Regions from separate parts of the Mus musculus genome. Here regions 1, 2, 3, 4, 5 and 7 are each linked to region 6. Evidence: chromatin contacts called from public HiChIP or PLAC-seq, Micro-C and promoter capture Hi-C data. All regions are on one chromosome and are shown on one strand. Each heading gives the region's core, a stretch centred on a gene start, on an enhancer-like site or on the middle of the called end of the contact. The rest is flanking DNA. Distances are from core to core; before and after follow the strand shown. Region 1 overlaps Crtac1 (cartilage acidic protein 1). Region 2 overlaps Crtac1 (cartilage acidic protein 1). Region 3 overlaps Crtac1 (cartilage acidic protein 1). Region 4 overlaps Crtac1 (cartilage acidic protein 1). Region 5 holds the start of Morn4 (MORN repeat containing 4). Region 6 holds the start of Cnnm1 (cyclin M1). Region 7 holds the start of Marveld1 (MARVEL (membrane-associating) domain containing 1).

Region 1 (3,784 bases), core at 1,074-3,573, 1.1 Mb after region 6:
TCAGCACCTGTCATGATAAGCAGCTTGCCAAAGGACTTAGACCTGTCACGGAAGATGCCTGAGCGGAGGTCCTTTATCAATTACCTTGGGCCCTCTTAGCTGTCAGGGGCCCACCTGGTCCAGCTGTTCAAACCATACCCATATATTCCAGGCGAGCCCAATACTAATTTGCCACTAGACAGCAGGTGAATACCAAGTACTCAGAAGCGCTTGGCAAACACTCCTGCTTTTCCTATGACATCCTGAAGGTCCAGCAGAGATTCCCAGGTGCTGGGAGAGCATGCAGCTTACACTTGCTGTTAAGACGATGCCTAGGCCTAAATTAACAAAGATGACTGCGCCAAGCTATGTGGGTCTGCGTCACATTCAGCTCAGCAAACACTTATTGAGCTGTAGGAAGGAACTTTGCCAGCCACTCAAGGAGAAACAAAGATGGATACGGTGTAGTCCTGAATTCAAGAGGATGGGAATCTGTTATAGCCGAGCCCACAGACATATCCATAGACATCTCGTACAAAGAATAGAATGTGATAAACTCCCCCATTACAGGCACAATGTGGAACTGTGGCAGGGAGCTGGATAAGAGAGAAAATTGGATCCAACCGAGATGTCTGCAATGGTCTTCTGGTTTGCCCATAGAACAAACAGAATTTGAACCTAGCAGTGAGCATGCTTACTGAAACTAACTATCAGCATTGAGACTTAAGCCCTCTTGTGTCTCCCGCACTATCTTCAGCCCCCTACAGGGGCTAGCTCATTTGAACATCTGTTCACCCCATGATGTGGGTACTTAGGTTATCTGTGTGGTACAGGTGAGCCCAGGGAGGCTCGGTAAGGCCAGTGAAGCTGTCCCAGAGACCAGGTGGGCCCCTGACAGCTAAGAGGGCCAAAGGTAATTTATAAAGGGCCTCAGCTCAGGCGTCTTCCATGACAGGTCTAAGTCCTTTGGCAAGCTGCTTATCATGACAGGTGCTGAGCTGTGTATGTTTGGGATTCTATGTGGGAAGCTGGGCTCTGAACTCAGGTGTCCTAGAGCCGGTGCCCGGACTGCTAACTATGAAACCCTTTCGCCTCTCTGTACAGACATTTGGTTTTCTTTTTTATCACCCGCATGTTTAAGTCACTAATCAGCTCCGTAGAGCTTTGTTAGAAGCCGAGCGAGCACTGAGGACCTTCTGAAGATGTTTGTTTATTCCTCTCCGAGGGCTTTTGAGCCACCTAATCAGTGGTACCCTGGATGAGTGCAAGCAGCAGCAACCTGCCTGCCTCTTGGAGCTTGGGAGAGCCCAGCCAGGCTCTTCAGGCTGCCGTTCAACTCTCCGTAAAGTCTTCAGGGTTCTCAGAGTCCATCTGAGCCCGTCTCTCCCTCTGGATCTTTGGACTGCTGCCTCAACTCCCTTTTAGGGGTCTTTGATGTAAATTGTAAAGGGGCCCGACATACCATGGACAGCGTTCCTTTTTCTCTCCTGGCTTTATAGCTTGAGACTACACAGTCTCAAGAGGCAGCAAACTGGTCTGTTGCCTGCCAGCCTTGGAGCAAGCTTTGCCAGGTGTTTCTCAGTCTAGGTGGGACAGTGTGATATTTAGACAAGGCCTCTGTGAGTAGGAGCTGCAAATCCAGCCATGACCCTGCTCCGGGAGGCTCTGCAGGCCTGGAGGAAGGGTCTATCAAGACCTATGCCAAAGATATATGGCTAACGGAGTTGACGGCAACGGCGCTAAGGAAAAAACACTTTTGTGGGACTGGGGTTTGATCCTGACCTGGGCGAAAGTACTAGGTTTTATTTTTCTTCCTCCTTTTGGATGCCGAACAGGAATCTTTCAGCTACTCCTTGCCCCACTTCCCACCTCCTTGAAAACAGAAGAAGGAGGGATCTCCCAGCTTCCCGCCCCTCCCTGCCCCCCATCTCCTGCATGGACGTTTCAACATCTGGGCACACCAGATCCAGAGGTCCCAAGCCTTCCAAACCCTGCAGTCAGCAGGCCTATGGGGACAGGCGCCGGCCTCCCCCTCCCCCACTTAGTGACTAGCGCGGGATGGCGAGGCGGGTCCATCAGCCAGGCCAGGTTCTTCTCTGCCCTGGGATTGGTCCAGGCGCGTTTTGTGTTAAATGCCGACATATAAATTTGTAGACGATCCTTGTGAGCAAATTGGATTCCTTCACAGGGCTCTTAAGTGCTGCCATTTAGCCAGATTTAACGGTAGACTCTGGCCACAGCCACCCCCACCGCCACCCCCCACCCTACCCCGGGCTGACCCTCCACAGTCACCGGGAATCGATCCCAGGCTGCCTGCCGCCCAGACAGCCAGGGGCTCAGCACACAAAGCCTGGCTAGGCCCAGCGCTTCCAGCGCCTCATCTTGGCTTCCTCCCCACTGTCTCCACCTTCTCTCCCTCGCTTCTCTCCCGGCCTCCCGCTCCCTTTCTCCCCAACGACTCCCGACTCCCGCCCCGCCGCCTTCCCCTCTTCCCCTCCAGCCTCTCCCTCCTCCTGTCTGAGCCGTGGCAGCTGCTTCCAATGCAGCGAGATGCACCAATTCATTCAGCCTCGCAGACTCTTTAAGGTCGTTACTAAATATATCAAGCAGAAGAAAAGGGTCTTTTTTCCTATCTCTGAGCAGGGAGTGTAAATGCCGGCCTTAGGATCGCAGCTCCTGCTCCCTGATCCCGTAAGGGAGGCAGCCCTGAGCAGCCTGGCTCCTGAGTCCTGCTGTTAGCTCACGGGCAGGAGTGACCCCAGACCAAGGGAAGGGATGCAGCCCGGTGGGATAAGAGATGCCACCGGACTCCAAAGAATTAGAAATGACATGCACTTTTTATCTTCAAGGAGTTAAGCTGCTCTGGCGACCCCAAGAAGAATACAATTTAAACAATTTCTTCCAGAGTGATCTCTCCCCCTCTGGATGAATTTTTTTTTTCCTTTATTTTTTTGAGGAAATTGGAAAGTGTTGAAAGAAGTCGAGGTGCCAGCCCTGTAGTCAGAATTCTATTCAGGTGCTCCAAGCAACGTTGTCTGGTGTTTTTCTGAGTTGTAGGCAGGTGACCTTGCAGCCAGGAGCACTAACCAGAGGTGCTGAGCACCAGAAGAGTCAGAGCCGTGTTGTGATCAGAAATGTACAACAGAGTTCGTCTCCTGTTCCACAGCAGGGGGTGCCTGGCGGGGACTGCTGGCAGGTCCTGCTTTATGCTTCATTCCTCCATGCTACACACTGACACAGGCTTCCTGGGTGTCTCCGGGACTTCTCCCCTTCCTGGTGTGTAGGCAGAGCTGGCTGAGCGAGACTTAACGAAACACCTCCTCCATGCAAAAATATCTTCTGCATGTAGTACACGGTGCCATGGCTTAGAAGTTCCTCAAAGGGAGATTTAAAACAGAAGCAATAATTTGTATTACATCTTTTTTTTTTTTTTTAAGGCAGGGTTTCTCTGAGGCGAGATAGTTCTCCTGGAACTCACTCTGTAGACCAGGCCGGCCTCAAACTCAGAGACCCTATACCTCTGCCTCTCAAGTGCTGGGACTAAAGGTGTGTGCCTCTACTGACCAGCCTGATCTTAAAAGCAGAAAATATGAGGTCACTAGAGAATGTCCAGGGCAGTCACTTGTAACCTTTGGTGGGGGTGGGGTGGGGGTGGGGGTGGCAACCCTTTTTTAATTTTTTTTTTTAATTGCTGGGTGAGTAGAGTCCGGGAACAACTTTGGAATGATGGTGAACTCCATCGTTATGTGGTTCCTGAGAATTGAGCTCAGTCAGGTCTTCAGACAGGCTTAACTAGCTGAGCCAG
Region 2 (3,863 bases), core at 855-3,354, 1.2 Mb after region 6:
GTGAGCCAGCCAGCACCTTCAAGTTTCAGACAAATAAACCAAGGCTGGAAAAGGATGGCTTGCTTACTTACCTAACAGCCCCTCCCTGGTGCGTAGGGAGAGACCCTGGTCCAGCGCCACATGCCCCGCTGGGGGCTGCAAATTTGAGTCTATGAATATTCCTCAACTCTTTTGAGTTATTTGTGGCTTCAGTCAGGCTGTAAAATGTATTCATGGAGCTGTTCCGTTGGCTTAGGTGAGAAACACTTGCTTTTGTCTCCTTTTTTTTTTTTAAACGGAAAATGTTTGCTTTTCAAATGTGCCACTTAATTTGGGCACGTGCACGCCCTAAAAAATGCCAGATTTCATGTTGCCTCACGATTCTGTTTTAAAACAGAAGAATTATACTTGGCCTTCTTCTGGTCCTTTCCCAACCCGGATCTGGGAGTTGTGGGGATAGCAATTGGCCTGCTGAGAGGCTGCCTCGGACTAGATAGGGGGTTCTTAACCTGTGGTTCCAGACCCCTCTAGAGTTGAAGGACCCTCTCACATATATTTCTGTTACAATTCATGATAAGTAAGAAAACTACAGTTATGAAGTAGCACAGAAAATAATTTTATGTTTGGGGGTAACCACCACATGAGGAACTGTATTCAAGGGGTGCAGCACTGGAAACGTTGAGAACCTCTGATCTAGATGAAGCAAAACCTGGAACAGACAGGTGAGCTGTCCAAGCCTCACCCTGCCCCAGGGATCTGTGGGAGGAGCGGGGATGTCCTCTGAGCCTTTCCCATGACTGTCCCTGCACTCTTCCAGCGATGTACTGGGCACTGCCTGCCTTCCCTTACAACCTGAGAAAGGCTGGCAGGTGCTGCTGATCAACCCCTAAGTCATCACCATTAGCCAGACCTTGCCACAGGGCTAGCCCACTTCCTGATGCAGGAGCTGAGCGGACGTTAGAAATGCCTAAACACTGGACCAACCTTCCCAACCTGTTTCCTGATGTGTTGCTATAGCATGCTGCTGTAGGGATGTGTGTGATGGATTCACAAGGGACAGTGTCTGAGCTTTACAAGTATCTTCTGTTTGTCTTTGTTGTTGTTTTAAGATTTTTTTAATTTTATGTATGTGAGCACACTGTAGCTGTACAGATGGTTATGAGCCCTCATGTGGTTGTTGGGAATTGAATTTTTAGGACCTCTGCTCTCTCTGATCAACCCCACTCTCTCCACTCGGCCCTGCTCGCTCCAGTCAACTCCACTCGCTCAGTCCCTGCTTGTTCCGGTCTAAAGATTTATTTATTATTATACATAAGTACACTGTAGCTGACTTCAGACACACCAGAAGAGGGAGTCAGATCCCATTATGGATGGTTGTGAGCCACCATGTGGTTGCTGGGAATTGAACTCAGGACCATCGGAACAGCAGTCAGTGCTCTTAACCACTGAGCCATCTCTCCAGCCCCCACAGGTATCTTTTGTAAATGGCTCGGATCTGCAGTGGCCTTCCTTAGGTGCCCTCAATCCCCATCTTTCCTGTAAGCTTTACTTACAGCTCAGTTCAAGTGCCTCCTCCCCAGGAGTTTGACCTTGACTACTGAACAGGATCTGGCCAGCCCTGAATGACTCCTTGTCCTTTCTTCACAAAGCGTGTCAATAGACACCATGATTTATTTCTTTATTTGTCTGTTTGCCCACCTCCCAGATGGACAGGGAAACCCATGAGGAGACATTCCAGTCACAGGAAGGGGTGTGGCTCTAGCAGGGCTCCAGAAATAGAAATGTGAGCGAGCTCGGAAGGTCACACGAGTTGGCTGGAGAGCTAGGATTTGTCCCCAGGACTCCCAGCCACCTGCTCTGGTCATGTTCTTTCAGCATACCAAGCAAGTGACAGAGCCAAGATGTGAACCCCTGGCTCTGAAGTCAACCTGCTTCTCTCTGAGCCACACAGCTCCCCAAATTCAACCTCCTCATGCCTGTTCTGTTGCCTAGAATGCATCATGTAGCTGTTGAGATGTAAATTAATTTAAATTAAGTAAAATGCTAAATTCAGTAACTCTCATCCTGCACCGCGGCCAGGGGCTAGTGCACTGAACAAGGCAGACACTGGGCTTTTCCATCACTAAAGAATGGTCGATTGGACAGTATGGCCCCAAAGAGGAGCTTCTAAATCGTTCCCACGGCCCTTAGGAGAGTGTGTCGTCAGTTACAACCTTTGTTACCATAGTTACTCCAAGAGGCCCTCTCTCTCATGCTCCTGACCCTTCTCCTTCCTCCCACAGGACGGGATGAAGCCAGCAGTGTGGAGGTGACGTGGCCAGATGGCAAGATGGTGAGCCGAAGTGTGGCCAGCGAGGAGATGAACTCGGTGTTGGAGATCCTCTACCCCCAGGATGAGGACAAACTTCAGAACACAGCCCCACTAGAGGTGGGCCAAAGCCTCTGGGCCGCATAGTCAAAAAAACAAAACAAAACAAAACAAAACAAAAAGCAAGCATCACCCATGATCCTAGGGGTAAATCTGTAGACTTGCCCTCTAGAATCAAAGAGTAATAGAGATGGTCTCAGCAAAGGGCAGGCTTCAGATGATGTCGCCATGGGTTGTGCACCCATTTTACAGACGAGGAAACCAGAGGCCCAGAGAATGAAGCCAAAGCCAGCTAAGGTTGTTGTGCACTGTGTTGAGAACTGATTCCTACTTTCGGTATTTTCTGAATACCTGAAGAGGCCTCCTCTTGTCCTTGGAAGAGGCTCAGACCATACACCAGAATTCTGGAGGCTTTTTAGAGGTCAGCTCTAGTCCACTTTCAGGTCTATCTGAGGTACATAGTTCTCTAGTACAGGGAGAGTGTGGATTATAACTGTTCTGCCTTCCCCCACCCACACCATCTCTCTCCATTCTTAGCTCAAGGCTAGAATAAGAGGGAGGGGCTCCCCTCAGGCCCAGGCTAAAAGCACCTCTCAAGCTGCAATCAGGGTGACAGCTACTCTGTTACTGTGACTAGGAGGGAACTGAGATGAGGCCTCTCAACTCACAAGTGTCTCTGCTTCTGCCCACCTTGCAGTGCGGCCAAGGATTCTCCCAGCAGGACAATGGCCATTGCATGGGTGAGTTGCCTATAGGCACCAGAGGACGGGGCAGAGGCTGGGATCTTCCTGGGGACTGTCAGCCTGACCTGCCAAGGTCCAAGACGCAGACAGGGGCTAGAAAGATAGGGAGAAAAAGGTACTATTGGTCCTTAGGGTTCCAGATGCCAAAACTCCATGACTCACCAAGGTGAAAGTGACATTAGCAACTGCAGGCTGATTCAGTTCACTGCTGGGCATTGGCAGGGCCAGCCTGCCACCTGGGGATGGCATGAGTCGTCTCAGTATCTACTGAGACTGTGATGGATAAGCTTCACCCTGGCAGAGGCAGAGCAGAAGCATGCTATGGCCAGCCTGAGAAGCAGCCAGCGAGAAGGATGGGAGAGATGAAGGGGGAGATGATTGAGGAAGGCGCTTGGGCACAGCAGGGCTGGAATGTGATCTCAGTGCAGATAGGGTGCTGCAGCCTGGTCCAGCACAGGGAAGGCTCATAGCTGCCAGATGCCAGCTCAGCAAGGGTCTCATGACTTTCTTTCTTTCTTTGTTCTTTTTGGGTTTTTTTTTTTAAAGATTTATTTATTTCATTTATATGAGTACACTGTAGCTGTCTTCAGGCACACCAGAAGAGGGCATCAGATCCCATTACAGATGGTTGTGAGCCACCATGTGGTTGCTGGGAATTGAACTCAGGACCTCTGGAAGAGCAAGCAGCCAGTGCTCTTAACCACTGAGCCATCTCTCCAGCTCCTCGTGACTTCCTAAAGTCTCCCAATATGCTATGAAGGGGATAATCTAGC
Region 3 (3,865 bases), core at 366-2,865, 1.1 Mb after region 6:
GCATTCCTCAGCAAACTTGAATGCGGCCCATACACTTGTCTGTATTCACACTCACTGAATGTGAGTGTTCATCCCCATGAACAGATAAGGAAACTGAATCCCGGAGACGCTGAGCAACCTGCCCAGAGTCCGGAATCTAGGTCTAATGGAGACTGGAACTTCTGTTCACTGATTCTAAACCTTAGGCTTATAATTGCTGTCTCCCTTAGCCTGAGCCTCTCTTCTGGTGCCAGCTAGAGTCAAGTTCACAACTAGAAAGGAGCTTTGCCTGCAGAGAGCCTCCCTGTCTTTAACCACAGACACTTTCCGCCCCAGCTCCTGTAGCAAATGCCAGGAGACAGAACCAGAGCCTCCCTGTGTCCTGTCCACTGTCCACCAGCCATCCTTGCCTCCTCTCTCCAGGTGTGGCCACATACACAGACAAGTTGTTCAAATTCCGAAATAACCGGTGGGAAGACATCCTGAGTGATGACGTCAATGTGGCCCGTGGAGTGGCCAGCCTCTTTGCGGGACGCTCCGTGGCCTGTGTAGACAGGACGGTAAGTGCAAGGGCCCAGGAGGGCCTGGGAGGAAGCAGAGGGCCCAAGGCTGTCCCACCTTGGTAGCTCCCGTTGTCCCACACACAATAGAAGCAAGATACTAAGTGGCTTAACTGGGGAACAAAAATAAGATCAGTGACATGCCTAAGACATGAAGCAAAGTCCAATACTAAATGGGGTGCTCATTCATTCAATTAATCAATGCTTCATGAATTCAATCAATGCTTCAGTGAGCTAGGCATTGAGTCACATGACCCTGTCCATATCTTTATAATATTGAAGGTGCAACAGGGGAGTGCAGAAGTGGTCAAGGCAGGGTTACCTGAATGTTCTAGAACCTTAGTTCATCAATGGTTCCATCAACCCCCTTCCTGTGTTTAACCCAAAACATGGGGAAGCGTGGCTGAATTGGAAGCAAGGAGAGGAGCTGTCGTTTGTGCTTGGAGCTGGGTCCCAGCAGCCCTACCGTAGACAGCGACTTCTGGGGATGTGATTTGTCCACCCTGTCACCTGCTCTCCTGCCACCCACCTGCTTGGCTCTATAACAATAATCACGGCAGCGAGGGCACAGCTGCTGCCCTGCTCCACAGTTGTGGGGCTGAAGGGGTGGGCTCCAAGAGATGGCACAGAGGGATTGGGGATTCAGCGCGAATGTTCGCAGCAGGGGTCTCCAGGCCTTAGGAGAAGGCAGGTGCCAGGTATAAATATTTATTTCTTAACAAGCTGGTGCTGGGGAGAGGAGCCAAGCTGGGCTGTGAAACCACATTTAGCCCTGACCTGAATCCATGCCACCTGGACTCCTGCCTGGTGGGAGGGGACAATGAGGTGGGTCTGAAGAGCCCTGGGAGGTGGAGGGCCATAGGTGGCAGGTCTGGTCACAGCTGGGGATCTTGTCCACACTCCTTCTGTTTCCCCGCCTCTCTCGTCAGGACTTAACCTCCCACACTGGCCAAAGTGGGACGTTCTCCCTGAACTGGAGGGAGGAGCTGGAGGTTAATCATGGATACACTCTATGTCCTAGCAAGGTCATCCTCACACTGGCATTTAACCATGGGACAAAAGCATTGTGGGGAAGGCAAAAGGGAGAGGGCGTCGTCCCTCTGCACAGTGGGCGGTGCTCGGAAGCTGTCTACTCCCAGCCTGACCTCACTCCATCCTCCAAGACCTTGGAGAACCGGAGAAAAAAACAAAAAACAAAAAACAAACAAACAAAAAAAAAAACCTTCCAGTGAATCACCACCAGGGGAAGAGGTGCTTCCTGCCCATTCCTGGGTCCAAGGAATTGTACGGAATGAACTGGGAGAGACCAAGGCCAATGCAGAAGCTAGAAGACAGGAATGCAGTGTGGCATAGAAAACACAAAAAGCAGTGGCAAAGGACAGAAGACAAAAGCGGCCCACCCTTGGGCAACCAACCATGCACGGAGCCCACGTCACAGGCCTCTTCTTTCTGAATCTTTACAATAAGCCCATGGGGTACAAGCTACCATTATCACCTTTTACAGATATGGAAATTAAGGCTTGGAGCAATTAAACAACTTGACCTTGGTCACATAATAAATGGCAGGCACAGCTGGGAATTGAACTCTGTCTGCCGGAAAGCAGAGCACACCCACACTCCATCCCCCTGCTACCCCAGCTCTGGGTACATGATAATAGACAGGCTTTCCTGACGACCCCCCCCCATTCAAGCCATCTTCATTTACCCCCCCCCCACCTGGGGGTGTCTGGGCTAGCTGCTCAGTGGTTCTCAGAGTGTGACCCCCAGACTATTGTCAGCACAAGCACTGTGAGGAATGGAGATTCAGAGGTGAGGGGGATGACTCTGCGGGTAAGAGTGCTTGCTGCACAAGCACAAGGGCCTGAGTTCAAATCCCAGGACGCTGTGTAAAAAGCCAGGGGTGGTTCTACAAGTGCTTGCAATCCTGGTGCTCTGGGGGTTAGAGACAGGGGGGTTCCTGGGCTTGCTAGCCACCAGCCAAGTTCCAGGTTCAGGAAGAAACCCTGTCGCAGGAGAAATGTGGTGGTCAGTGTAGAATGAGACACACCACATCTTCCTCTGGACTCTGTGTGTGCACTAAAAAGCACAGGCCCTGCCTGCTGCATCCCTCAGACCAGCTGAATCAGAAATGCCAGAGACACAGCTCAACTCATGGGGACTGGCAAGGGTGGTGATGGGCTGAGGGGAGTCTGTCCCTGCCTAGCCACAAGTCCCTTCCTCACGCCCTGCTCCAGATCTGGAGCCATCTCCTGCCCTTTATCTCCAGCTGCCCCGTCACTCACTCACCTTCCTGGATGGAGCTCAAAGCTGATCTCTTACAAGAAGCGTTCCCTGGTCAATAACGATTATGCCTCATGTTTATATTGCGTTTTTTTTTTTATCTTCTCGGAGACCTTTCACATACATTGTCTCATTCCGGCTTCTCAGACACCCTGCCCTCCCCCCCCCCCCATTTAGCACGTGCAAAAGGCAGCCTGCAGGCCTTGATGGACGTGCCCACGGCTAAAGAGTCATCGGGGCCTGAGACTAGACCAGGACTAGGCTAGTAACCTCTGACTGGTGCTTTTCAGAATCTAGAGTCACTAGCCAGCAGCAGCCCCCACGAGTCTGTTTCCCTCTCCCTTTTCCTGGTAGTACTGGATTTTGAACCGAGGACCTCATTCATTCCAGGTAACCACTGTGCCACTAAGTTACAGCCTCAGCAGCACCTGGAAGTCTGGTAGACATGCACAGACTACAGGCCCATTCTAGAGCTTTTGGATTGGAAGCCCTAGGAATGGGGCCAAGAGTCTGTATTAAACCAGCCCTCCAGGTGATTCCACTGTTAGCTCTGCATCCAGAAACACCTCTGTACCTTCCTCTAGACCCAGAGCTCCAGAAACACCTCCTGCAATCATCTCACCCTCTCAGAATTACTGTGGTCAAGTTCACGTGTGAATTTCTGCAATCTTCTGTAGCTATAATATGTCTGTGTTTATCTGCTTTATCACCCTGATGAATTGAAGTAAGGATCTAGGTAGAACTGAATTATATAAATCTCCTAATTTGTAGCAGAGCGCATTTCAGCCCGTGTGGACTTAATTGTCCATTTGCTGATGGGCTTGCTAAACAGGTGGTGGAGTCAGGAATGGTTCACCCTGGTGCACCTTTCTCTTTGGCCCTCTTCTTTCTTCATCCAATCACCTCAAGTCACACACACACACACACACACACACACACACACACACACACACCAAGCTCCTGGAGTAGGTAGGAGTGGAGTGAGAACCTTTCAAAGTTTTCCTCTATCGAGAAGCCAATGGGTCGTAAAGCATCCTAAATTTTAG
Region 4 (3,990 bases), core at 486-2,985, 1.0 Mb after region 6:
GCACCAAAGTTTCTCATTTTGATATAGGCCATCTTGTCCGACTTTCCTTTGTCGTCTGTGCTCTTGTGTGTCTTCTCTAAGAAATCGTTGTGAGGCTTGAGAATTTTGTGAAGCTCCTCGTGTGCTTTCAGTGTTCAGCCAGGGCTGTGCAATGCTTCTTAAGTTTTAACGTATATACAAATTAGCCTGCATCGTGTTAGAATGGATATTCTAATTTAGTGGGTCTTGGGTGAGACCCCACAGTCTGCATCTCTAATCGGCTGCTAAATGATGCTTCTGGTGCTCTATGCGTGGACCACTCCGAGTAGCCAGGAGGAGGAGCATGCCAGTGGCAGCTTCCATCCTGAGAGGGGCAGATGCAGTTACCATAGCTTCTCATAAGCTTCCCCACTGTTACTGTTTCCTAACCTGGCATCAAGATAACCCAGTACTAACCATTTCACTTCCTAAAGCTGGTCCTGAGCACCCCAGGACAGGGTGTATGGGGTACCTTTGGCATGGCAGAACAATTAGACATAAGGAACACAAACCCTAAGCCCGACCCCCAGCCTACCCCAAGAATTTGGAAATTTATGTGATTAATCGTGTGCTCTCTTCCCTGGCCCTTTAGATACTATAGAGGACCCTTCTGGAAAGTTGTTTTCTTTTAAATGGATTTAATATCCTCAGAAGAGAAAAGCCATGCAGGTTGGTATGAGGTTTGCAGAAGCCGTTTGTGGACACGTGGTGGAGACTTCTGAATATCTCCTTTAAAAACTTCCTTTCATCCACCATAGAGTCTTGGAGCTAGAAAGGCCCTTCAGAGGTCTCTTCCCAAACCTTTATTTCAAAGGAGAGAGCAGGGATCCAGTGGTATTCGAACTTGTCAAGATCATCAAAACAAAGTTGAGGTCAACCCACAGGTACACTTCCCCTCCCTCCCACCACCAGAGGAAAGGCAAAAATCAAGAGGCCGGGTCACATGACTTTGCCCTTCTTAGAACTTCTTCCAGTTAGGCATCTGTCACCCTACTAGGATCTGACCCCTGTCTCGGTGACCCAAACGGCAGCTGCCAAGGAGCTTCGAGGAGGCAGCACTCATGGATGGTGCTGTAAGCTGATCACATATCCCAGCCACTGCCAATCAATTGGATTTGGCTCTCAAGTAGGAGTTCACTATTGTCCCTTCAATAGAAGACATGCTATCAATTAAGTAAAATAAAATAAAAGCCTTCGTGACCTTCAGATCCCTGCTACACTTCATCATGTCCACCCTGCCTATTAAATACTCTTTATCCACCCACACCTGCTTGTAAAGATGGTTCTGGGTTTCCTTAGCCAGGGAAATGTCCTGCTCAGCTGCAGAACTCTGAGAGCGTGTGCTTGTCTTAGCCAGAGGACTCTTAATTTGGAATGACCTCATTTGGTATCATGGTATCATGGGAGCACATGGGCTCCCAACATGTGCACTTTGAACACACTGCAAGATCCTCCTTTAACGATGGATCCTACATGGTCGCTACCCTCCGATGGAGCTCTGCCCCTGCATTTCTCTACAGCAAGACATCAAGGAGGCTTCAGATCTAAAGGCAGTGCCTGGACCCCCCGTTTTGGCCTCTGGGTCCTTGACCTGGAGCACAAGCTCATTTTCTGGCAGGAGCATCTGTCTCCATATGGGGAGACAGTCTTCAGATCTCCTTTGCTCTTCCCTCATTAAGATGTCAGTCCGGCTCAGCCTTGTTCTCTGCTGCCAGATGCGCTGACAAGCAAGCAGCCAAGTTCTGGCAGGAGGAGGCCTGCTGCCTACTGAAGGCAGGAGGGGTAGTGCTTTGCTGCCGGATTGGACCTGCGCGGGCTTCCTGGAATTCCACGAGAGTCTCGGGGACATTCTGTGAGGTCCAATTCTCTCTGCCTATGGCAGAGTCTTAGAGTGGAGCTAGCTTCAGCATTCCCAAGCTCTCTTGCTCTCACTTCGAGCAGGTGGAGTGCCACCTCCCTGGCCATTCTCAGCTGTCTCCTGGGCGAGTGCCATCAGCTCCGAAGGGTCTTCGGCTGTTTGGCAACACCCTGAGTTATGTTAGAGATATAATAATGAATTATACAATGCATTATACATAATTAATTTATAATAAAACACACACACAATGGTTTAATTTCTCCAAGTGAATGATGTACTAGCCGCCAGACCTCGCTGGAACACATCCCTTGACTGACTGCCTCTTAGTCTGGAAGCAATGACCAACAGTCCTTGGGAGGAATCTTGTCTTGGAGAACCTGCCAGGCCACCTCTGGGGTATGCCTCACAGGAGAGCAACCCCCACTACCTTTGTTGTTGCTCTGGACCCAGTGACCTGTGGGTGAAGGAAGGTTTCACCCCCCACCTCTGCATTGAAATCTGTTATTTGCTTCATTCTTTCAGAGTATATAGGACATCCTTCCTTCCATCTTCCATTCCTTCATTCCTTCCTTCCTCCCTCCCTTCCTTCCTCAAATACATCTTGACTGCTCCTTGCATAACATATTCTTAGCCTGGTGCATATCAAGTAAGCAAACCAGACAAATATCCATGGCAAAGTGGATCTTGTACTTTAGCAGAGGGTGACAGCCAGTAACTAAGTGTGAGGTGCAGTAAATCCCATCGCAAGTGGTGCAATGATGGGTGCTACAGAAGAGGGGGGAAAGACCAGGGACAGTGGCCCACCGGGATGGAGGCAGGTTGTAGATTTACGATAGCAGAGATGGGACACTTACAAAGCAGTGGTTCTATGATGGCTGAGACAGGGGAGAATGCCGACATGGCCTCCCGGGACTGGATTTATTTGCCCAGCTCTGGGACCTTTCAGTAAAGCCTGTAACTTTTGCTTTCAGATGGTCAGGATGGCTTTGCTCCTGCTGCCGCCCCTGTGGCTTCTGCCTCTCACTGGGGGATCCCAGAGGGCTGAGCCCATGTTCACTGCAGTCACCAACTCAGTCCTGCCCCCTGACTATGACAGCAACCCCACCCAGCTCAACTATGGAGTGGCAGTGACAGATGTGGACCATGATGGGGACTTCGAGATCGTTGTGGCGGGGTAAGTGCCTCCCACCCTGAGTCTGACAGACGTATTAATCAGCCTTTGCAGCGATACGGTTGTGTGACAGTAACTCCAAACCACAACGCAGTGGCCAATGCTTGTTCTCGCTTGGGTCTGCAGTCTTCTGTGGCCAGCACCAGCCCAGCTGGCAGAGCTGCGGTTTTGGGATGCCGTGGCTTTGCCCTCTGCAAAGTAGGGGCACTGAGCAAACGGCAGCTTAGAGGAAAGCTATCTGCAGGCTTCTCAAGGCTGCCTCTTGCCACACGTCAGCTCCCTTGGCCGTGCAGGTATCACTTCCTTCCCAGGGAGGTTCTACACGGGCAGGACATAAAAGTGTTAGTCCGTAGAAGGGGTTGCTGCGTGCTCACTGATTCCCACGGTACTTTACATAAGGCTAAGAAAACGTTAATTACCCATTTCAAAGAAGAGCGAAGATGGAAATCAAGAGGGATAGTTGAGCCTCTCCTGGCTAGGCATATAGCCTGCTGCTCCTCCTCCAAAAAAGAATACTATTGCGTAGCTGGAAAAGCAGAGACTCGGAGTTCATATGGCTTGAGATGGTGCCCTGGTGTGCACCTTCCCAGTTGCGTGACCTTGAGATCCACATACATCCTCTGGAAGGAAGAGATCACTGCAACACCTTGTCCTGAAGCCTCACTTGGCTATTGCACATGATAGCACATTGTGAGTTCTGCCAGTCACCATGGATAGTTGTTACTTATTGAGCACTACTGTGTGCCAGGCTCTATCATCATATTTCACATGCATCACCTTCTTCATCCCTCTGACATCCCAGCACCCCATTTAGAGATGGAGACAAAACTCAAAAGCGGGGTGGGGCAGGGTGGTGGTGGTGGTAAGGAATGTAGCTTAGTTGGTAAACTGCTTGTCCAACATTCATGAAGCTCTGGATTCAGTCCCCAGCGCCACATGTGTT
Region 5 (3,466 bases), core at 719-3,218, 1.4 Mb after region 6:
TGTCAAGCTTGGTGACAAGTGCCAACCTGGTGACCCATCTCACCAGCCCCCATCAGCCTACTTTCTTGAGTCAAATTATTATTCCGACTCGAGAGAAGTACTGAACCGAAAGAGCTATTGTTTAGTTGTATGTGTGAGAATGTCTCCAACTTCTTTTTTTCCAATGAATCCTTCCAGGGCTGAGAGGCTATCCCAGTGGTAGAGTGTTTGCTTACCATATAGAAGACCCTGTGTTCACCTCCAACACAACAAAAAATAAATACACCATCCTGGCCAAAGATCTATATAGAGTTCAATGGCCTTTTATAGGTAAAGTAGCTATGTAGCGATGTCTACCTAACTCATGTAGTGATATAATGGGTTCTCAGAACCATGGAAATAGTATTTGATATCATTCATCTCATTTAGCTAATGGATTTAATATTATGGGCAAGGAAAGATCCAAGATTCTGAGTTCTCCCTGGAATTCTGAGTTTTCCCCTCAAACTTTATTTCTGTGTCTGCCACTTGGGACTAGGTTTCTCTTTTAGGTAAGTCTATGTCGAAATACACATGGAGAGCGCTTACCCAGTGCTAAGTATGTGCTGGGCGTTGTATCTTACATGGATTCGCTTCACTAACTCCCATTATAACTCCAATGATGTTGGATGCTGTGTCCCAAGGAGACAAGGTAATTTGTTCTTACCAACAAACCAACAAACCATCTTGCTGGCCAAAGAAACTACATTTTGCAAGCTTTTGTTGTTGTTGTTGCAAATTTATAGGTCTTTCCATAATTTGGTCTCACATAATCTGTGATTTAATCTCATTTCTTCATATTTCCTAACACAAGTTCTAAAGAGATCCCTTTCTTTACATTCTATTTTTCAATGACTGCACTTATTTGTTTTGTTTTGTTTTGAGACAGGGTTTCTCTGTATAGCCCTGGCTGTCCTGGAACTCACTTTGTAGACCAGGCTGGCCTCAAACTCAGAAATCTGCCTGCCTCTGCCTTCCGAGTGCTGGGATCAAAGGCGTGCGCCACCACGCCCGACTCAATGACTGCACTTTAATCTACAATCTATTCCACAGTTTAGCTTATATTACCTAGTGAGTATTATTAATACCATATTGAATTTATTGGTCTGATCTTATTTTACAGGCCAGAGAGCTCACTAAGTTACTCAAAAACATACACAATTTGTAAGTAGCGAAGATAGGATTTGAACACAGAAATCAAATCTTTTCAAATTAACTTCAAACTACCGTTCTTTTGGCGTTATGTTCTCATACAGGTCCTGAAAAGCCACCCTTATTTTCATCATTACCATTTTCTAACCTGCAGCTGAAGAAATCCCAATCCAAAAAGCTATTTGAAGCCATTTGCTTTGTCTTTCAATGCCTCACACATGTCATATGAGTTCCATGAGAGAAGCAACGACGGACAACCCTGGCTTCCCAAGCCCTGAAGAACTTGCTGCCCACACGCACTTCAATAAATAAACATACAGCTATACAGACATTCGGGAACAGTATTTGGGAAGATTTGCTCCAATAATAGCAATATATTTTAAATACAGAAGACGTGGAACACAGTGATTCCCTATGAATGCAAATGTGCAGCGCATCATTAATTACAAAGCTGAGCTTCTAAAGCACGGTTTAGGTTTTCTCTTCATACTTAGCGGTGGAGTTGTTCATGCATCTAAAAATCACAACCTTTAGAGAGGGTAGCCACTTTGAACACTTGTTCAGCCTTATTTAGGATTAAAGTTTATGCCTGGAGGTCTCTGGAGAGGGGAAACCTGGGTCCTTGTTTTCTGTTGGGACTAATGAGATTGGACAGCCGGCTCAGCCCCACCTCTCTTTCAGATCTTTGGCCCAGACTCCCAAAACACTGGGCCCCTCACAAAGATGGCACGAAAGAGGGCTGGACCAATGGGGAGTGGCGTTGCTCGCGGTTGCCTAGGTAACAGCCAATGAACAGCAGGAATTGTGCCCAGTGCGGCCCGTCAGGGATGGCGGCGTCCAGTGTGGCTGAGGCGGGTGGAGGTGGCGGAGGGGAGAGTGGCAGTTGGGAGCCCAGAGCAGCAAAGATCCTAGCTGCTGGAGACCCGCATCGCGTTGGGGCGTGACAGTCGTCGCCCAGAAGCCAAGCTCAGGTAGGCTCGCGACGCGGGTGGGAGGAGGACCTGGGAGTGCGGTCCACCAGGTAGGGACTAAGGCGGCAAGCAGGTGACTGGGCTAGGGAGCGAGCCTCTGTCCTGGCTGTACTGACCAGAAGGTGGCTGTGAGTGGGACCCCAAAATTGGGTTTGGAATTTCGATCCAGAGGTTGTAGCCCCGGAGAACACAGAACACTGGTTATCGAGAGGGGTGTGCCAGGCTGTGTCTGGAGGGAATGCCAGACCCATGAGAGCCTGAAGAGCCTGTGTGGTGGGGGCCGACCCCCCCAAAAAAGGACGGAGCCGGGCTGGGATGAAAAATGCAGTGGAAGACTGGGTTGCCTGGTGAAAGTCTGGGGCTTTGTTTAATCTAGGGCGCGTCTGTGCCACAGGTAGGGAGAGGTCCCACATACTGAGGCTTGGGAAATGGATTGTCATCTCTGCAATTCCGCATCCACAAACAACTTAGGTACCAACCTGAGTAACTTCGCTTTATTAGAGCCCAGCACAGGCATTCTCCTTTCCCTTGGCATAAAATAGTGTCCAGACAATATTACTTCGGAGAGTCCACCACTCTTGGTTCATCGTGTTTTTAAAAACCTTCCTGTACCAGTGTTCTCTTTTCATCTTTTTGCATCTAACTATCCCACATTCTTCCTAAATAAGACCTGCTTATAGTAACAATGCCCCTGTTTACTTTCCAGCTAGGAAGGGGATTCGAATTATAAAGTTCAAAACCTAATTATTTCATATTCATTTAAAAACACATTTTATAAAACAGTATTTCCAGTTTCCTAATATTTGTTCATCAAAGCTTTCATTTTTTTTCTCCTCTTAGGGTTCTAAAAACCCAAGGTTGCTTCCCTTTTTTTGTTTTTTTTGTTTGTTTGTTTGTTTGTTTTTGGTTGCTTCCTTTATAACTAAAAGATTGCCAACCCAAGAAAGTGGTTTTGGGGACATTTTGGAGATTGTGTGAGTAGTTTGGGTGGCTACTTCCAAACAGTCTCTAACTGGGATATGATTATTCGTAGATTGGAGGGGGGAACTGTTGTTATTTTGTTTTTTTTTTTTTGTTTTTTTTTTTTAAAGGCATGTGCCACCATTGCCCGGTGACTTGTACACTCTTTTTTTTTTAATTTAATTTATTTATTTATTTATTTATTATATGGAAGTACATTGTAGCTGTCTTCAGACACTCCAGAAGAGGGAGTCAGATCTCCTTACGGATGGTTGTGAGCCACCATGTGGTTGCTGGGATTTGAACTCTGGACCTTCGGAAGAACAGTCGGGTGCTCTTACCCACTGAGCCATCTCACCAGCCGG
Region 6 (3,417 bases), core at 569-3,068:
AGAAAAATGGAAGAGGCCAGGGACTCAGCTAGCTGCCAGCCAGGTAGAAAAACATGAGATATCCAGGGAGCCAATAGCAGACCTTCCTGGAGTTTTAGCGCCATACATAGATCAGAGGTATTCTTTGGGTACCTGAAGCCTCTCATGGTTATGAAGGGCAGTTTTATCTTTGAAGGGGGATAGGAGCTGGGGAAGAATAAGACCACTGCTCACCCTTCTTAAACTCCTCCAGTACAGTGTCCAGCCGGGTATCATTGAAGACACAATGCAGGGGCCTGTTGTAGAAGCGGGTGACTGTGAGCAGCGGGGTACAGTCGTCCGGGTCCACAAAGGCCAAGTCTTTGACGAACAGAATGTCCACAATGTTGTGCCTCTGGTCGCCCTCATACACCGGGATGCGAGTGTAGCCACTACGGAGGATCTCGGATACAGTGGCGAAGTCAAGCACGGCGTCAGAGCGCAACATGAAGCAGTCCCCTAGAGGGGTCAGCACCTCCTCTACCACCTTGGTGCGCAGCTCCAGGGCTCCCTGAATGATGTTGAGCTCTTCCTTCACCAGGTCGCTGTAAGGGTCGGCGGCCCGCAGCGTCTCCAGCAGCTTTTCCCTCGTGTAGAAGGTGCTGATCTCCTGGCGCAGAGCCCAGTCCAGGAGGCGGCCCAGAGGGTAGCACACCGGGAAGGCAGCCGCCATGAGGAGCCGGGTCAGGCACACACTGTGCGAGGCGATGGCCAACCCGTGGCGCGAGCACACCGAGTACGGACAGATCTCGGCTCCCAGGAACACGGCGCCGGTGCACACCAGCGCCGGCAGCCACGGGAAGTGAACCCCCGCCTCGCCGGAGTCCTCCCCGGGGTCCCCGACGCCCGGCGGCAGCGAGGCGTACAGCCAGCCGGCCAGCGCGGCATTGGCGCCGGCTTGGCCCAGGAGCAGGGTGCAGAGCAGATGGGTCCCCCTGCCGCGCACGGCCTGCACGCGGCGCGCCTGCTCCTGCTCGGCGGCCGAGCCACTGTTCCGCAGCACCCGTAACTCCACCGGGTCCAGCGAGAGCAGGCTCAGGCGCAGGCCGCTGAACAGGGCGGACAGGGCCAGCAGCAGGAGCGCCCCGAGCGCTCGCAGCCACGCGGGCGGCAGCAGGTCCCCACCCGGGCCGTAGAGGCGCGGGCGGACGCGCAGCAGGAAGCCGCCGGCGGCGCCGTGGTGGTGCCAAGCGCGCCCGTCCCAGGCGCACAGCGAAAAGAGCTTCCCGCCGCCGCCCGCGCCGCCGCGCTCCGCCTCGCCCTTCCGCAGCTCCCGCACCCGCACCTGGACCAGGGCCGAGCCCGCCACGCCCCCGGGGCGCAGGGGCCCCAGGACCTCCACGTCCGACGCCCAGTCGCTCTGCTCGCGGCAGCGCTGAGGTCCCGGGGGACGCGTGGGGACCGCGCTGGGCGCCGCGCCGCCCGCGCCCGGGGGCTCCTCGATGAACACGAGCCGCGGGGCCCAATCGCCCGTGCCGTTTTCCCCCGGGGCCAGGGAGGGTGCGGGCACGGGCGCGGCGGGGACCGGCGGGCCAGGCTGGAAGTAGACCCGCAGGAGGAAGCTGGTGCCTTCGGCCGCCCGCAGGGTGCCCCCCTCCAGAGACACGCGGCCTCCGGCAGTGTCTTCGGGTCGCAGACCCAGTAACCAGGCAGCGGCGGCCGGGGGCCGAGGGGACAGGGAGAAGAAGAGCAGGAGTACGGCGCCCCGGCTGCAGCAGTCCCGGAGCCTGACACCCAGCGCTGCTGCCGCCGCGGCCGCCGCCGCCATCCTGCACCCGGCGCGGTTGCACGTGATACTGCAGCAAGCCGAGCGCGAGCTGGAGGGAGGGAGGAGGAGCTGGAGCCCGGAATCCAGCCCCAGGCAGGTCACCACGTGTGCTCCCCTTGCGCGCGTGGGCTGGAGGCGGGGGTGGGGGAGGTGATGGTGGGAGTGGTAGGAACCCGCCTGGTGGCCACGCACCGTCACAGTGCCTAGCCTGGATACACTTAAGTATATCTGAGCCCTGGGAAGGCTGGGTTTGGAGCATGGCCTCCTACATCTGTAGTTCCTCCTCTTCAACCTTCCCCCATTCCACTCCCTGCCCTTATGGCGAATTCCCGGCAGTAATTCCAAACTGCAGGCTCACTGCTTCCCATTGGACCCAGGAAATTTCCCAGCGTTTTCCTTCTGTCCTTCGTGTTCTTGCTTCTAATTAAAAGATATTCTGGTGGTTGGTCCTATGAAATCCGTGAAAAAAATTGGCCTCAATCAAATTCTAGCTAATCTTTCATATTGTAAAAATTTCCAAATTATTTAAGTGCAATTCCTTGTTAAGATACCAGTGTTAATCAATAAATTGAAATGCATTATGGGACCAATTTGGAACAGAGTATTATGCATCCAGGAAAAGACTGTACAATACCCAATGTCTATATAATTTGGAAAAGTCACCAAAGAAAAAAAATAGTAAGGTTCAGGACCATGATGCAATATACCGCCGTTTTGTTAAAAGTATTCACGGATAAAGTTTATGCACATGCTCGTGTATGCCAATGGGAGGATGCTCAATAAATACAATAACAGGATTAGTCTCAATGCACAGATTAACAAGAAGTTGTTAAAAGAATACACAGAAACAACTCTGCTTTTCACTCAGTTCCTTCTACGGTTTACATCAAAAGCAGGAAACCGACATTGGGGTAAAACTCCTATCATTTTGTCATATCTAAATTTGTGTAACCACCATCACTGTAGTAAAAATACACACCCGACTGTTCCCCAGGAAGATCTGGGAGCCTTTCCCCCACTGAACTGCTCACGTTATTTCTATCCACCATCTGCTAGTGTTGCTTTATTTTTATGACTCGATTCTTAAGTGTATGTAGCAAAAATCACTTTTTTTTTGTTATATTGCTATGTATGTTCCATTGCGTTTTGAGACTGGGTCTCATGTCACACAGGCCAAGCTCACTCGATTGCCAAGAATGATTCCAGGATTACGCATGTGCACCACGACCCTCTGCAATGCTATTACACACGTCGATGGATGCGTGTTCATGTACCCATCCTAGTAAAAAGTAGTTCCATTCTGACCTGGGGATGTAGCTTGCTTGCCTAGCACACAGTAGGCCCTGGATTCCACCCCCCCCACCCCTCCCACCCCAACCCCCGCCCCCCACATCACACCTGCACTTGGAGTGGGTGGTTCCATCCTTGGCCTTTTCCTCTGTAGTTTCCTTTCCCAGAGAATCGTATGAATAGTAAGCAAGCAGCGTTTGGAAGCTGCCATTGCTCACTGTGTGTACTTAACATTCATCCAAGTTGCATTTGCCAATAACCCATCCATTTGTAGATGAGCCGAATTGATTATGTGGATAAGTCACAGTGTGTTCATCTAGTTAAGGAATGATTGAGCTTTA
Region 7 (3,925 bases), core at 474-2,973, 1.3 Mb after region 6:
CATTGACAGACCCGTTTGCCTTCTACCCCTTCTTTGGGAAGTAACACAGTACTGGCTCCCTAGACAACCCACTGCTTTAGAGGAAAGAGTGTGCTTCTAATATTAGAACAGCTGTTTGGAAGAGCGGGATCTGGGTTCCCAAAGAGGTGGGCAGCACCTTAATGATCGCCGTTGGCCACGTGGGATCCCCAATGCAAACATATTTATAGGTGGAGTGCGGCGGAAGCTAGTGAGTGACATCTGAGAGGCCAGGGAAGTTAGTACAGTTGGCCCAATCTGAATGAACACCAAGGATTTAGGCGGAGAGAAGACTTGCGTCGTTAAGTAAGGTATAGCCAGCAGGCCTTTGCTATCCACCACTTCTGTAGCTGACTCCACCCAAAGACTTCGTAGACGTAGGGCTGCGCAGGGAGAGAGCCAAACTACAACTAAAGACGTCATCCATCATCCATCCTAGCACTAGCTAAAGCCTGTCCCCAGCTCCTCTTGCAGCTGCCTGACTGCATTCTACACCTCCCTAGGCTGGAAGAGGGGGCAGGGAAGGGATGCTCTTCCGACTGCAGGGCAGGAGGGAGGGGGCAATGGCGCAGTCCAAAGACTGGTTCCAATTTGGGAGCCTCCCCCGGATCTACGCGGCGGCGCCTGTCCACGTCTAGCTCTCGACAGGGAATGAGGAAAGGGACTTCCAGGCTTCGCCTGAAGCGGCCCAACTGGGTGTGTGCGTCGGCGCCTCGGATGGCTGCGTGGGTCCCTGGAAGCTGATATCTGGGCTGAGCTGCGGTACAGCAGTCAGACTAGAACTGAACGTCGGGGATCCAGGGCGCGGGCAGTGGAAACGCAGGCAGGGAGAGGGTGCAGGGGCACACCGGCACTAGGCGGCGGCAGGAAGGGTTCGGGAGGGATTCCCTAAACCGATCTGGGCCGCGGTGGAGCGGGTGGCCTCACACCACCTCCTCCTTGCCCTGGTAGCGACGGCAGCAGCCGTAGAGTGCCGAGAGTAGGTAGAGGCCGAGGCAGAGGCCGCCGCAGACAGAGGCCGCCAGGAAGGCATGGTAGGCGCAGGGCAGCCGGTAGTTCTTGAGGTTGCAGTAGCTGTGGCGCTGCGTCTGGTCGATCATGATGCCCGTCGCCGCCCCGTAGAGAGCAGCCGCCAGCAGGTCGTGCGCCACGTTGACCACGAGCCAGCGCGAGCCCAGCACGGGCACCAGCTCCTGCTTGCCCAACAGCGTGATGAAGTAGAGCCCCAGGGTGAGCAGCCAGAAGAGCACGGACACGAAGAGCGCGAAGTGCACCGGGCCCTGGTACTTGCTGGTGGCAATGGTGATCCAGAAGGCGGCTCCGGCCAGCAGCTGCAGCAGCCGCAGCACGCCCAGCGGGCCGCGCAGGAAAGCCCGCTGCAGGCGCAGGGAGCCGCGGGCCGTGCGCGCCTGGGGCGGCGGCTGGCGCGGGGGCGGCGGGAGCATGGCCCCCGGACGCGGCGGCGGCGGCGGCGGCGCCCCGAGCAGCGGAATGGCGGCGCCTTGCTCGCGGGGGCGGCCCGAGCCCGGGCCCGCTGCTCCCGCTGCTCCCGCTGCTCCCGCTGCTCCCGCTGCTCCCGCTGCTCCCGCTGCTCCCGCTGCTCCGAGGCCTGCCCTCCTCCCTCTACTTCAAGTCCTCAGCGCTGCTTCTCATCGGCACCCTTCCTCCCTTCTCTCCTTTTTCTCCCTCTCTCCAGCCCTCCTACTCGCTCTTTGGCCGTCCCCTTCGTTGGTCTCCACCCCTCCTCGCGCCTCCCAGCTTCCTGCCGTCGCGCCCTCCACCCTGGCTACCCCCCCTTTCTCCTCCGCTCCCATTCCTTCCTTCTGCAGCCAGGGCTGAATGCCCGCACCCCCCTGGCCCATGACAGGCCTTTTGCCCAGGCTGCTGGGCCAAGTTTGCCACATCTGGAGCCACCCCAGCCCTTCCTGCCTCGCAGGCCTGGCCGATCTTAGGTCTTCGAGAAGAAAGCTACAACAGCCTCTGCCCAGCCTGTGGCTGGACCCTCTTGATTCTCTCCAGTCACAGGAGACTGGAGACATAATTCTCTCCCATCGAGGCGTCCCATCAAGCCTGAGTAAGCAGGAGGTCTGAACTGACAGTTGTTCTCACTGGGACATCCTCAGTACCCTTCACTTGCCCACCACAAACTCGCCTGTCCAAAGCTGGTCTCAGACTGTCTTGCCATGAAGGTCTCTTGGTCAGTGTAAGAAAACTATCACTCACTGGAGGCCCAGCTGCCTTACCCACAGCGCACAGAGCATAGCAACGCCAAACACTTCGACCATTCCTTCCTGGCCATCTTTGCGTCTTGCTTAGATTAAAAACATGTCACCTAACATGGTCAGGACAGGCCTAGGTCTCAGAGATGGCATGTCCCGTATGCTTAACTATTGACCTAGATGGCAAGGATCCCAACGATGCCAAGGTTCATTGACATTACAGGGCCCTCTCTATGTAAGCTTCCCGCGACCCAAGACAGGAGAGCAATAGTTGTTTTCATTTTTCCTGAAGACTGAAGGGTTTCAGACCAGGAAGCCAGAGATGGCTTCTCTGCTCTCCACCCCACCAAAGAGCCAACCTTTGTGCTTCAGCAATGTTACACAACTGACCTGGCTGTTCCCAACCCAGTATGGAGCTGTGTCCTGTCAATGTGGCACATTACATAATCTGTCCCCAACCAACTTCCAGTTTCTTGGGTTTTTTCCACTTCCTTCCCCAACTCATGTCCAAACTCTGTCACTTATGAACTGCAAGTTTCCCACATGAACTCAGAATGCTCTTTATTTTCCAGACACTCCCTCACCAGCAGACATACCCAGTTTAAGCACTTACTGGTTTAAGGTTGAGCTCCCCACATTGACAATTATTTGTTTGTCTGGGCCTCCATTTGAATCATCCCTAGTTCTGAGTCTACTACATCAAAAACTGGTCTATTCTGGCTTATCCATCTTTGCCTGAGCCTGGCATGTAGGAGCCCCTCAGTACATACAAATGGAGTTGCTTGCCAATTGGCTGCAGGAATAGTACTGGACCTAAGTGTGGTGATTTGAATAGATACATCCCACATAAACTCACTGCTTAGCCCATAAGGATTGGCACCGTTAAGAGGTGTAGCCTTGTTGGAATCAGTGTGGCCTTGCTAGAGGACCTGTTTCACTGTGGCTGTGGGCTTTAAGGTCTCATGTGCTCAAGCTGGAACACTGTGGAACACAGTCTCTTTCTGCTGCCTGCGGATCAAGATGTAGAATTCTCAGCTCCTTCTCCAGCACCATGTATGCCTGCATGCCACCATGCTTCTTGCCATGACACTGTAACAAGAGTTTTAGTGGTAAGGGTATCTCTTCACAGCCATAAAACCCTAACTAAGACACTAAGCAAGCCACATTTGCCTACAGGACAATGCCTGCATCAAACCACAGCTGATCATACACTTCAGAGTCCCATCCCCTTGGCCTGGAACAGTAGGTGCCCTTCCCTGCAGCCTGGTTCCCCTTTGAAGAAAAAAACTTTGGCCTGTCACTGCCACCCCAGTACATACTACTCAAGAAAGCTCCAGATGCATATTATAAATGCTTAAATTGTGGTGTGTAGCATACCCACACAAGACAGCATAGCCTTTCTTACTTGAGTTCTGTCCCTTAGCAACCAGCAAGTGCCAACACTTGAGAACAAGAGTGAGTTCTTCACTCCATTGCTCACTCCATCGTCGGGCACGGAGGAGGGGTTTCCCAGCCCTCTGTGCCTGATTACTTCATCTGTAAAATAATTTCATGCAGCAAGCAGACAATGAGAGCTTATTAAACACTGAGCACCATTTTAGAGGCCAGGGATGTAAGATATGTGTGGTTTGGGGAAGGGGATGTTTATTGTGCTAGACCCCGTGGAAGAAGTTGTATTTACTGCTCCT

The links. Promoter capture Hi-C pulls out the DNA fragments that hold promoters and counts their contacts. Hi-C and Micro-C count contacts between places; a contact is called where the count stands out from the background. HiChIP or PLAC-seq counts read pairs in DNA pulled down with a chosen protein or histone mark.
Region 1: a contact with region 6 is called in a promoter capture Hi-C map of hippocampal neurons, with 5 times the contacts expected there. The contact joins the enhancer-like site here to the promoter of Cnnm1 in region 6. A contact is called at or near these places in 4 of 39 promoter capture datasets (frontonasal cranial neural crest, hippocampal neurons and liver) and 4 of 115 datasets of contacts at active chromatin or transcription factors (embryonic forebrain, embryonic stem cells, forebrain and 1 more).
Region 2: a promoter capture Hi-C map of embryonic stem cells shows a contact between it and region 6, with 4 times the contacts expected there. The contact joins the enhancer-like site here to the promoter of Cnnm1 in region 6. A contact is called at or near these places in 6 of 39 promoter capture datasets (cranial neural crest, embryonic stem cells, frontonasal cranial neural crest and 3 more), 1 of 484 Hi-C or Micro-C datasets (bone marrow-derived macrophages), 3 of 115 datasets of contacts at active chromatin or transcription factors (embryonic forebrain, embryonic stem cells and forebrain) and 1 of 9 other capture datasets (macrophages).
Region 3: a contact with region 6 is called in a Micro-C map of embryonic stem cells, with 2.0 times the contacts expected there. The contact joins the enhancer-like site here to the promoter of Cnnm1 in region 6. A contact is called at or near these places in 5 of 39 promoter capture datasets (the 3T3-L1 cell line, frontonasal cranial neural crest, hippocampal neurons and 2 more), 1 of 484 Hi-C or Micro-C datasets (embryonic stem cells), 3 of 115 datasets of contacts at active chromatin or transcription factors (embryonic forebrain, forebrain and stem cell-derived neural progenitor cells) and 1 of 9 other capture datasets (embryonic stem cells).
Region 4: a promoter capture Hi-C map of hippocampal neurons shows a contact between it and region 6, with 4 times the contacts expected there. The contact joins the enhancer-like site here to the promoter of Cnnm1 in region 6. A contact is called at or near these places in 3 of 39 promoter capture datasets (the C10 cell line, hippocampal neurons and maxillary cranial neural crest), 1 of 115 datasets of contacts at active chromatin or transcription factors (embryonic forebrain) and 1 of 9 other capture datasets (liver).
Region 5: a contact with region 6 is called in an H3K4me3 HiChIP or PLAC-seq map of forebrain, with 6 times the contacts expected there. The contact joins the promoter of Morn4 here to the promoter of Cnnm1 in region 6. A contact is called at or near these places in 1 of 39 promoter capture datasets (hippocampal neurons) and 1 of 115 datasets of contacts at active chromatin or transcription factors (forebrain).
Region 7: an H3K4me3 HiChIP or PLAC-seq map of embryonic forebrain shows a contact between it and region 6, with 6 times the contacts expected there. The contact joins the promoter of Marveld1 here to the promoter of Cnnm1 in region 6. A contact is called at or near these places in 3 of 39 promoter capture datasets (the 3T3-L1 cell line, cranial neural crest and hippocampal neurons), 1 of 484 Hi-C or Micro-C datasets (cortical neurons) and 2 of 115 datasets of contacts at active chromatin or transcription factors (embryonic forebrain and forebrain).

What each region holds. Positions count from the first base shown.
Region 1 is chr19:42,379,415-42,383,198 of GRCm38.p6, reverse strand. All of the region lies in intron 2 of Crtac1 (cartilage acidic protein 1), which reads left to right. Among named protein-coding and RNA genes, the nearest start is that of Gm41848, 16 kb to the left of the region's middle. Within about 2 kb of position 2,323, at least 50 of the 459 cell types and tissues checked have an H3K27ac peak or open chromatin away from gene starts, as enhancers often do. A contact at or near this core is called in forebrain and hippocampal neurons, where this site is marked.
Region 2 is chr19:42,286,397-42,290,259 of GRCm38.p6, reverse strand. It overlaps Crtac1 (cartilage acidic protein 1), which reads left to right. Exons shown (of 15, transcript NM_145123.5): 12 at 2,262-2,407; 13 at 3,045-3,087. The region is part of intron 1 of Gm34347 (a long non-coding RNA gene); the gene reads right to left. Among named protein-coding and RNA genes, the nearest start is that of Mir3085, 8.2 kb to the right of the region's middle. Within about 2 kb of position 2,104, at least 8 of the 459 cell types and tissues checked have an H3K27ac peak or open chromatin away from gene starts, as enhancers often do. A contact at or near this core is called in embryonic stem cells, where this site is marked.
Region 3 is chr19:42,320,386-42,324,250 of GRCm38.p6, reverse strand. It overlaps Crtac1 (cartilage acidic protein 1), which reads left to right. Exons shown (of 15, transcript NM_145123.5): 4 at 403-539. Among named protein-coding and RNA genes, the nearest start is that of Mir3085, 42 kb to the right of the region's middle. Within about 2 kb of position 1,615, at least 5 of the 459 cell types and tissues checked have an H3K27ac peak or open chromatin away from gene starts, as enhancers often do. A contact at or near this core is called in embryonic stem cells, where this site is marked.
Region 4 is chr19:42,413,001-42,416,990 of GRCm38.p6, reverse strand. Crtac1 (cartilage acidic protein 1) reads left to right here. Exons shown (of 15, transcript NM_145123.5): 2 at 2,848-3,050. It overlaps Gm34299 (a long non-coding RNA gene), which reads right to left. Exons shown (of 4, transcript XR_003952940.1): 3 at 3,467-3,990; 4 at 2,098-3,365. Among named protein-coding and RNA genes, the nearest start is that of Gm34299, 5.0 kb to the right of the region's middle. Within about 2 kb of position 1,735, at least 8 of the 459 cell types and tissues checked have an H3K27ac peak or open chromatin away from gene starts, as enhancers often do. A contact at or near this core is called in hippocampal neurons, where this site is marked.
Region 5 is chr19:42,084,872-42,088,337 of GRCm38.p6, reverse strand. It overlaps Morn4 (MORN repeat containing 4), which reads left to right and starts at 1,968. Exons shown (of 5, transcript NM_198108.2): 1 at 1,968-2,141.
Region 6 is chr19:43,438,814-43,442,230 of GRCm38.p6, reverse strand. It overlaps Cnnm1 (cyclin M1), which reads right to left and starts at 1,818. Exons shown (of 12, transcript NM_001373992.1): 1 at 214-1,818. The coding sequence starts at 1,786.
Region 7 is chr19:42,145,187-42,149,111 of GRCm38.p6, reverse strand. It overlaps Marveld1 (MARVEL (membrane-associating) domain containing 1), which reads right to left and starts at 1,723. Exons shown (of 2, transcript NM_183195.2): 1 at 1-1,723. The coding sequence starts at 1,463. The coding sequence ends at 942.